Linked DNA regions of Mus musculus: region 2 is linked to region 1. A link is a contact called in public HiChIP or PLAC-seq data. All regions are on one chromosome and are shown on one strand. Each heading gives the region's core, a stretch centred on a gene start, on an enhancer-like site or on the middle of the called end of the contact. The rest is flanking DNA. Distances are from core to core; before and after follow the strand shown. Region 1 has its middle 20 kb from the start of Gm4610. Region 2 overlaps Bcar3 (breast cancer anti-estrogen resistance 3).

Region 1 (4,824 bases), core at 1,324-3,823:
ATCTATCTATCTATCTATCTATCTATCTATCTATCTATCTATCTATCTATGGCCAAAGAAGTATGGCAAGTACCGTGCAGGATGCTGCTTGCTGCAGGCAGGCAGGCAGGCAGGTTTATGCTCAGCTAGCTTTCCGATTTAATTCAGGACCAGGAATGTTGTTCCGCACAGTGAGGTAGGTCTTTCCACACCAACCAACAGTCAAAACGCTCTCCTAGAAACACACCAGCAGGTTCTAGGCCGTTCCTCAATGGAGACCGTCCTTCCAGATGACTCTAGACTGTGGCAAGTTTGTGTTTAAAACTAATCATTACCCAAAGTCACAGCATAATGCCCAAGAAGGGCCTAGACTTCACATTGTCCTGGTTGCATCAGCAAATCTCCACTAAGCCTAATTATATCCCCAGCACAGTGTTACTGCTGAGGCACAAAGCACAGAGCAAGGCACATACCATCCCTGCCCTTTAGGAGAGGACAGTCCAGCTAAGCAAACAAACCATAACAGCTAGTCATGGTGGAAGACAGGTCACGGAGGGATGTGCGGGGCATTTAGCAGAAGAGTTTATGTAATCTGGGAGCCAAGGACTTTTAATATGGTCGTTGAGAGGTTTATAGGAGTTGGCCATGGGAAAGGGTTTCCCACAGAACCCGCCTGGGCCACACTCATGTGAAATCCCCTGTACTCTGTAACCTCCCTGACTGGCCCAGCAACAGCTCTTTGTACCTGCCATGATGTTCTGTTTTGCTCAGAGTTCAACTGAGGTCACAGCTAGCTTTGCCTGTTTTGCTGAGGTCCTGCCACACCTGGATGCATAACCTCTATACTTGGTAGTTTTGGTGCTGTTGGCCCATTCAAAGATATGACATTGTCACCTCTTATTCATAAGCTTCACCACTGTCCCGGAATACCACATGACCTCCTCAAAGGTTAGCCCAGGCCAGATCACTCTGCTCCTTGGCCTCTGGTGACTTCAAAGCCAATCTATTACAGCCTTATTTTCCTCTGACTCATGCCAGCAATACAGGTACATCATGTGGCAGATGTCCAGAGTTACAAAGCATTGTATCCCAGATGGGAAGATCCAGTATACCCCAAAACATATCCATGCACCCCCCCCCCTTTGAGGCAAACCACATGGAAGATAATGGCAATCACTTCTCATTGTCATGGCTATAAACAGAAACACTCCTGTAGTTTATGCTCACACAGAGGACCATGGATGCCTTTGTTTGGTCTGTAGGGTCTGGTGTCAAAGCCTTACCGCCTTCCTTCTCTTTACTGAGATGCAGTAGGTGATTGAGGAAGAGGCCCTCAGTGGGGATGTGGGACTCAGACAAGACTCCCTCTTAAATGGGAGTGTTTGGGATGCTGGTTAGGAAGCCCCCAGATTTGACTGATCTCATGAAAGCCCGAAATGTGGGCCTCAGTCTTCCCTCTGGAATCTGTCCCTCCATGCAGTGTCAAGGAGGGAGAACACGCTTGGCCCCAGGAAGTACCTGAGGTGCTCAATTTCAACATCTACTGTCTATTTATCTAAGACACAGGCTTCCACAGATGTTCTATGTGCACACCCCCCTCAGGTGATAACACATCTTCCATGTTTTTGAAGCTGAGTCCCTGACCTTATGTGGCTTTCCCTTTCAACCTCCTTCCTATCTGTATCTCGGTGATAAAAAAACAGATTGATTTAAGGGCCCAGCAGGTCCGGTGGCTTTCCCCTGGCATAAAATCATTGTTGTGCTTCTCTTAGGTTAATATATATATATACATATATATGTTATATATGTTGCAAAGATAAGGCAGAGTTCCTGTGTCCTCCTCTCCTGGTGTCCCTGTTGTTAACACCTTACGTGTGTCCCCTGGAACCATAACCATTGTCACAATGAGAACCCTATGCTTGGATCTGGTCCTGTTCTGCTCCCAGGACCTCACCAGGATGCCACACGGCCCTGAGTCGTCCCCAGCCTTCTCTGGCTTGTTTCTGACAGTGTCATACTTTCCTTTGTTTTAATAACGTTGGCAGTTTCAAAAGATGCTGGTCAAGTGCTAATCTGCCCCCCCCACCCCGCTCTCTCTCCCTCCACCTCTCTATGTGTATGCATGTCTGTGTGTGCACATGTTGTACAAATGCATGTGCACAGAGGTTAGGGTGCTGTTGCCAGCTCTCCTCCTCAGTCACTCTTCACTTTATTTCTTGAGACAGTTTTCCCTGAGTCAGGAACTCACTGACTCAACCGCTCCTCCGGGAATCCACTTGTCTCTGTCTCCTCAATGCTGGGATAGCCGACTCATTTCACTGGGCCTGACTTTTTATATGAGTGTTGGGTGTTCTGAGCCATCTGACCAGCCCTCTAGTCTGTTTTCCCTTGGTGCTTTGGTTGAACTAAAATGATGTGTTTGCTGGAAGACCCTGGAGGCACAGCGAGGTTCTCACATCGCTCTGTCAAGGATCCATGCTGTTGGACTCACTGTGGCATAAGTTGCCCAGGATCATCTGACTTCCTAGGGTGTGCCAGGGTTCTCCATGGTTGGTTACTCCACACCCCCTTCCTGTTCTGTATTTCTTGGAAACAAACCATGCTCAGGGTTGGTAGGGGAAGAGGTAAGCTCTGCTTCCTGAGAGAGTCTATCTACATATACTAACTGGATTCTTCTATAGTGGTCATTCCAGTGATGTTTTGAATGTGACTGAGAGAATTCCTCTAGTACTTAATGTTTGGCCAGCGGGGCTGTGGGCGTGGATTTCTGTAGGGCTGATACTGCAGACCCCACATAGAGTGTCTGATGGAGCCATACCCTGAGGTGTTCTGGCTTGTAGGTATTAGGGGAGCAGTTTTGACATGCAGAATACAGGCCATAGACATATAGAAATGCAACTGCTCAGTAAATCATCGAGTTATTAAAAAACAGAAGCTATGCATGAATATACAACTCTCTGCTGTGTACCAAAGGCACAGGGTACACACAAGATCCTAAGCATTAGAGGACAGGACTGCATACAAAGCACCAAAGATTGCACACCCACTGTCGGCCAGAGCCAGGAGTAAAAGAAGCGGCAGGGAGGGACAGTTGCAGTGGAAAGTCCGTGGTGCTGCCAGAGAGCAGGAGTAGGGGAAGTGAGTGAAATCCTGATAAGTAAGAGGAGTAATCAACTGTATGGCTTGGTAAGAACAGTCCAGGGAGATCAGCAAGCAAGGCACAGCATGTGTTCAAAGCAAGCTAGTGTCAAGGCAGACATCTGGAGGAACTGAGAGAGGTATATATAGAAAGACAGCTTTCCTGGAAAAAAAAAATCACATGGCACTTTAGTCATATGAAATAGTTCTGCTTTCTTAAAAGGAGTTTGTTCTAAAGAACTTAGCACGTGAAACTCACTGATGCTTTGACAGTAGATGTCTACTTTAAATTGTGGGTAAACGTGAAGGACAGGTATTTTAGAGATTGAGTCCTGGAACTGGATGCTGCACTAGGAAGGAGTATAGAAGTGCTCAGAGAGGAGCTTAGGACATGCTGGTATGGTCCCCGATCCATTTCAGCAAGAAGGCTGGGGTGGTGCCTGCTGAGGTCTTGTTTTCATGTGAAGGCGGTTGTCCTATGCAGGTTTCCTCTCATCCCAACAGCTGTCTGATGCAGCGTTCTGGGGCTCCACTTCAGACAACTTTGAATTAGCATTCCAGCTTTGGGGCTGCTTCACAACTCATGCTTGCCCTCCTCTCAGTGCCTCCTCTCTCACAGCCTTGCAGGCATTGGTTCTGGGAGTGCTCCCCAGTGACCCACCTGGGAGTGCTCCCCAGTGACCCACCTGGGACCATCTCTCTGTCTCCAAAGCTATTTCCTGGAAACTTTCCCACCGCCGATGGAAGCTATAGTGTTTGGTGAGTTAATTAAAGCAGTGAGGATTTATTCTCTCACAGTTCTGGAAGCCAGAAGCTCCAAATCTAGGTGTCATCAGGGCCACACCCCCAAAAGCTCTAGAGAAGGGCTCTTCCCTGTTGGCAGGTGTCACTTCAACCTGTACTTGATCTTCCCATGGCTTCCTCTATGCCTGTCGACTACCCCTTCTCCTCTCTGAAAAGGGTGTTAGTAGTTTAGGGTTCACTCCATTCCTGGATGATCTCACATGGAGATCTTAACTTAATTATGTCTATCATAATTCTTTGTCCAAATAAGGTTATATTGATAAGGCGCAGGCAGATGCAGTTTTCATTTTGGAAATTGTTATTGTAACCATTATTGTTATTTTTATCATTCTCGTGGTGGGGTGGTGGGTATGTACATGCCACAACACATGTGTGGAGGTCAGAGAAAAACTTTGTGGACTTCATGCAGGTTCCGGGGCTTAAACTTAGGTTTTCATGCATGGCAAATGCTGTGCCCACTGACCCTTTCCACAGACCCTCGGGTGTAGCTTTCACGGGCCTATTATGCAACTCAGCAACCACTGAAGTAATAGTATTAAAGTGGTTATATCCCTGTGTGGAGATGGGCCTTATAGATGACTTGAATTTTTCTTATTTGAATTTTTTGTTGTTAAAATTTTCATGTAGGAGCCAGGCGGTGGTGGTACATGCCTTTAATCCCAGCACTTGGGAGGCAGAGGCAGGTGGATTTCTGAGTTCAAGGCCAGCCTGGTCTACAGAGTGAGTTCCAGGACAGCCAGGACTACACAGAGAAACCCTGTCTCAAAAACCAACCAAACAAACAAAAAACCAAACCAAACAAACAACAACAACAAAACTAATAAATTACACTACAATCAAATTAATATGCTCTGTATCATGCTTAATATTGATTGACAGGATCTAGAATCACTAAGGAGACAA
Region 2 (4,824 bases), core at 1,280-3,779, 89 kb after region 1:
GTGTGGTCGCTGACTCGGTGAGGGCTGAACAGCTCTGGAATTTTCCTCTCCGTATCTGGCATACCTGATGCTAGATAAAAACCAACCTTTAAAAAAAAAAAAAAAAAAAAAAAAAAAAGAAGTAAATAGCTCTGAGAGGTAGTAAGTAGCCCTGGGCTTGGCTGTAGAGTTTCGTGCCCACCTATTTCCTGCCTGGTCTTGTCATATACATAGCCCTGTCAAGACATAGTCACTCTGTGTCCGGTCTTTTGACATGTCAAATGATTGCTTAGAATGTTTGATCAAGTTTGCTAGTGATGCTAAAGCTGTTAGTAATAGTTGAGTGTGATGTCCTTCCAACGGGAACTGGGTGATATGTAACGTCGGTCTCCCCCACAGAGGGGGTTTGGTCCACACTCGGGTTTTAATTAATAATGTAACCCTGAACTTAAACTTTCTCTATGGAGTCCTTCTTCCCCATAAATGAGAATGCTGGGAAAGGTTTTGTTGTTCTAATTTTAACATTTTAGGGACCTCTGCGTCTATGAGAGACTGGAGAGAAAGACATCTTTTTTAGGAAGTGGTAGGAATTCTTATGTTGTCTCCTTGGTTTGTTGTTGTTTGAGAAAGATTATGTCACCAAGGCTAGCCACAAAGTCATTATGTAGCCCAGGCTGGCAAGCTGGACATTTGTAATCCTTTTGCCTCAGCCTTCTGAGAGCCCATATTATAGGTGTGTGTCACTTCTACCGCTTATGCTCACCCTCTTGATTATAAAATTGCCATATTGTTTGGATGGCGGGAAGCATTCCAAGTTGTATCTCAGATACCAGGACCAAGGGTGTAATGGACAATGATCAGCTACCACTTCGGTCCCTTCCGAAGACTGGAGAGTCACACTGTCTATTTACTTTATGATCCACTATGTTGCACTTATAAAAAATATTCCTGCTGTTCCTAGATGATCTATATTCTATTTATTTATTTTTGTGTGTGCGTGGAAATCAGGATATCTTGCAGAAGTCAGTCCTCACCTTCCACGTTTCATGGGTCCTGGGGATTAAAACTCAGGCTGTCAGGGTTGGCAGCAATCACCTTTGCTGCTGAGCCATCTCAGTCCTGGGTCATTTTTGTAACCCCTTTATAAACTTAATTTTACACCTACTCTTGTGTGCTTCAATAGTCAGCCCATCTTCTTGCACTAAATTCCATAGGCTTATATTACTCTCTCTCCCTCCTCTCCTCTCCTCTCCTCTCCTCTCCTCTCCTCTCCTCTCCTCTCCTCTCCTCTCCTCTCCTCTCCTCTCCTCTCCTCTCCTCTCCTCTCCTTCCTTCCTTCCTTCCTTCCTTCCCCCTTTCTTTCTCTCTCTCTCTGCCCCCTCTTTCTTTTTAGTGTAACTTCCTTTTGTGATTAAAATTTTAAATAGTATATAATTACATTGCTTCCTTTCTTCTCCTCTTCCCAACCCCTCCCATCCCTGCCCCAAATCCCTCTCAAACTGATGGCCTCCTTTTGAGTTTTATCGAAAGACACACATACACATATGCATAAATATATAAGTATAGCCTGCTGGGTTTGTTCAGCATGGTTTGTGTGTATATGGTTTTAGGGCCGACCACAGTGTATTAGCTAGCCAATTAGGGTGCTCATTCCCTGGGAGGCTAATCCCCCCCCCCCCCCCCCCCGTTAGTCGTCAATCGATGCCTGTAGTTAGTTCTCTGTCTAGACATGGTAGACATGGGTCTCCTGAGCTATCCCCCTTCCTCAGCACTGTGCCTGTTGACATCACCATTGCTCGGGTCTTGTATAGGCAGCTACATTGTGGAATTATCTTGGATGAGTATTCCTGTCATTTCTAAGAGAGAGGATCTCACAGCAGACTCCCTGGTCCTCTGGCTCTTAGCAACCTTTCCACCCCTTAAAAGATTACTTTTTAAGGAAGGTAAATTAGAAAGCTTGGTGCAGCAGAAAGTGTGGGCTGCCTGCATTTCCAAGTTAGCAATGAAGAGGCAAGTGTCCTCCAGTGCCCAGGCTGTGGACAGCACAATGTGGCCAGAAGACAAAAGCCTGCTCTTCAGGGACCACCTAAGGAAGTATCAAGACAGGATGCAGCCTTTGTTCCTGGCTGGGTTCCTAGCTGTCAGCCTTGGCGGATTCTTGTTGCCCACTTGTGAGCCTTAATAAAACTTGCCATCGCCAAGCCTGCTTTGCAGGTTAGAAGAAATGTCACGACACTGGAGCTATTGTGCTGAATGAAGGCCTCTGGAGCCCAGGGGCGTCCAGAGAGGCTCAGAAAGCCATCCTTTGTGGGGTTAATGCCTGTTCCCAGAGGGTTCTAAGCCTATAGACAGTTAGCCTGCCCAAGGCTCAGATCTCAGCGAGGCCATTTCCCGTAGTAGGATTGGGATACCTCAGGTCACCCAGCAGATGAAAAGAGAAACAATAATGCAAACTCCAGCACCGAAAATAAGCAGCCTGGCTGTGGGAGGCTTGGGCAGAAGAGGGGGCAGCCGGGCCTCAGCTCCCTTTTGTACTCTACATGGCTGCAGCCATGGTCATGGCTAAATAGCTGTCTTTGAGGGAAGTGCTTTCTTCCAGCAGGAAAACAGGCGAGTCTGCTCTGAATTAGCCAGCTCACAAAGTCATGAAAGGGACTCACAGAGACAATGGCACGCTGTACATTCCGTGAGATTCTAACAAGTTATATGAACCAGATAATGGCCCAATTGGCTGGCTCTGCAGGTTTTTTGCCTGAGTGTGCACATCCGCAGAGAGCCCGCGCTGTCCCCTGTGGGACCAGATCAAACGGGTGCCAGCCGAGAATGCAGGCTAACTCTGGGCCCATGTTCAGTTTCGCCCACTCTGCCCACAATGTGCCCTGTCGCTATTCTTAGGAAGTTTCGTGTTACTACAGTGTAGAACACTGCAGCCACTGGGTAGGAAGACAGACAGACAGACGAATAGGGTAGAAAACAGTCCCTCACCCAGCAGATTCTTATCCTTTGAGCTTACAGAAATATGGATACTTAAAAAAAAAACATATCACAAAACATATTTCATACGAAAGTCTCTGTGTATACGCTTATATATGACATTATTTAATATCATTCACCACTGATGAATTAGAAACAGCCCGAATGTCTGCTTCAGCCATGAACAAACCATGGAGATCCACACGGTGGCATACCGTTCAGCTACAGAAAGAAGCAGACGCGCAAAACCACTGGTGTACCACGCAACATTTTTTTTTTTTAAATCTTTCAAAGTCTACCAGCTCTAATCACATCTCTGGTGACAGAAATGAGTCCATGGTTGAAAGGGGTAAGCGAGGGTACCTCTACAAGGGAACTTTGAGAGTATGACAGGGGAATGTCTTTGATTGTAGAAATAATTACCCAACTGATCATTTGTCAAAGCTCACAGGATTGTACTGAAAAGGGAGACATGTACTGAATGCAAATTAGCCTGGCCTTTAAATGGAAACGAAAATCTCCTCTTTTGGCCTTTGGGGACTGCCACCTCAATAGGGCAAGTTTCCGGTTTGAGATGGGCTGCTCCGTGAGGACAGACCTCCCAGCAGATGGAGACAGTGCTCTTAGAGACTCCGTGGAGGTTCACTCATGCCTCAGATGTTTTCCAAGTCTCTCCTGTGCACTCACCGTGTGGGGGGGTGGGAGGTGAGGGGAAGCTGACATGGAGTGTTTACCTCAGGGAGTGGCAGTGGCCACGGGGAGGCCAGGTGTCGCCAGAGGCCATTTGGAGGGAGAATTAGAAGCCGTTTTATTCAAGCAGGCCAGCAGATCCTGGCAGGACTTGAATGGAGCAGGTGACGGAAGGGAAGCTGGGGGCAGTTCAAGTTCACATGAGGGCCTGGGATCTTGCCAGAAGCTGGTCAGCTTGTGAGAAGGAAGGAGAGTCCCAAGTAGAAACCTTGTTACCACCATTGTAAATCAACCACCCAGCGAGCGTTTGAAGCTATGTTTAGAGCAAGGGTTAGGAAACTCCCACTCAAAGCCAAGTCTGGCTCACCCCCTCCTCTGACAGCCCCCCCCAAGTTTTCATTGGCTAAAAGTGGCCTTTTTAGTTTAAAGGGTTTCTTTCCCTTAATCAAAAAAGTAGCAAAATTATACAGAATTCATATTTTGGTGTATTAACGTTTTATTGGGATCCATAGACCTGTACTATGTATTGCCTGTGGCTGCTTTTGTGTTCTCCTGGTGCGGCAGCATAGCCTAGCGGAACCCTTCACAGGGAGGCTTGCTGAGCCCTACCTTAGCCTGGGGATTCCACTCTCCCTGCCTGCCTCTCTGATGATGTGTTGCGGGCTTCCAAGAGAAAATTCTGTCAGCTCATGCTGACATCACCATTGTGCAACGTCGCCTCACCTGGATCACCCATATCTTGCCTCATGACCAAGCTGTGAGTCCCTGTGCCAGGCCTGCAATCTCACAGATGCAATGCGTTGCCACATCAGCAGCATCCTGCAGGGCAGACAGGCTGGCTTCGAGCAGCATAGCTTTGCTGATCCGGCCGGCTCTGTCTGGATAAAGAGATGTGCGTGGACATCCTGATGTTTGAGGCCTGACTGCTCTGACTGGATCTTATGTAGATGATTTCACAGGTCAGACGCTCCTCTGTCAGGGCAGCCCGAGGGTCTGGTCTAACCAGTGAATGCAATAAAGCAAAGATGGATTCCTTGGGAGTTTACAGTTGTCGCAAGCTTCGGCCGTGAAGCTGAAGTGCAGGTAGCCCTCTCTGGCGTACGGTGGCTTTTCTGAAACTACCTAGATCAGTGGTTCTCAACCTTCCTAATGCTGTGACCCTTTAATGCAGTTTCTCATGTG

What was found. HiChIP or PLAC-seq counts read pairs in DNA pulled down with a chosen protein or histone mark.
Region 2: a contact with region 1 is called in an H3K4me3 HiChIP or PLAC-seq map of the 230-238 cell line, with 27 read pairs. The contact joins two enhancer-like sites. A contact is called at or near these places in 6 of 39 promoter capture datasets (the C10 cell line, embryonic stem cells, liver and 1 more), 4 of 15 datasets of contacts at CTCF or cohesin (the NIH/3T3 cell line, large pre-B cells, pro-B cells and 1 more), 15 of 484 Hi-C or Micro-C datasets (the 4T1 cell line, the C10 cell line, Sertoli cells and 11 more) and 10 of 115 datasets of contacts at active chromatin or transcription factors (the 230-238 cell line, acute myeloid leukemia, differentiating embryonic stem cells and 5 more).

Annotation. Positions count from the first base shown.
Region 1 is chr3:122,369,603-122,374,426 of GRCm38.p6, forward strand. No RefSeq gene overlaps it. Among named protein-coding and RNA genes, the nearest start is that of Gm4610, 20 kb to the right of the region's middle. Within about 2 kb of position 2,574, at least 61 of the 459 cell types and tissues checked have an H3K27ac peak or open chromatin away from gene starts, as enhancers often do. A contact at or near this core is called in the 230-238 cell line, centroblasts, centrocytes and 1 more, where this site is marked.
Region 2 is chr3:122,458,947-122,463,770 of GRCm38.p6, forward strand. The region is part of intron 3 of Bcar3 (breast cancer anti-estrogen resistance 3); the gene reads left to right. Among named protein-coding and RNA genes, the nearest start is that of Gm34349, 19 kb to the right of the region's middle. Within about 2 kb of position 2,530, at least 74 of the 459 cell types and tissues checked have an H3K27ac peak or open chromatin away from gene starts, as enhancers often do. A contact at or near this core is called in the 230-238 cell line, centroblasts, centrocytes and 1 more, where this site is marked.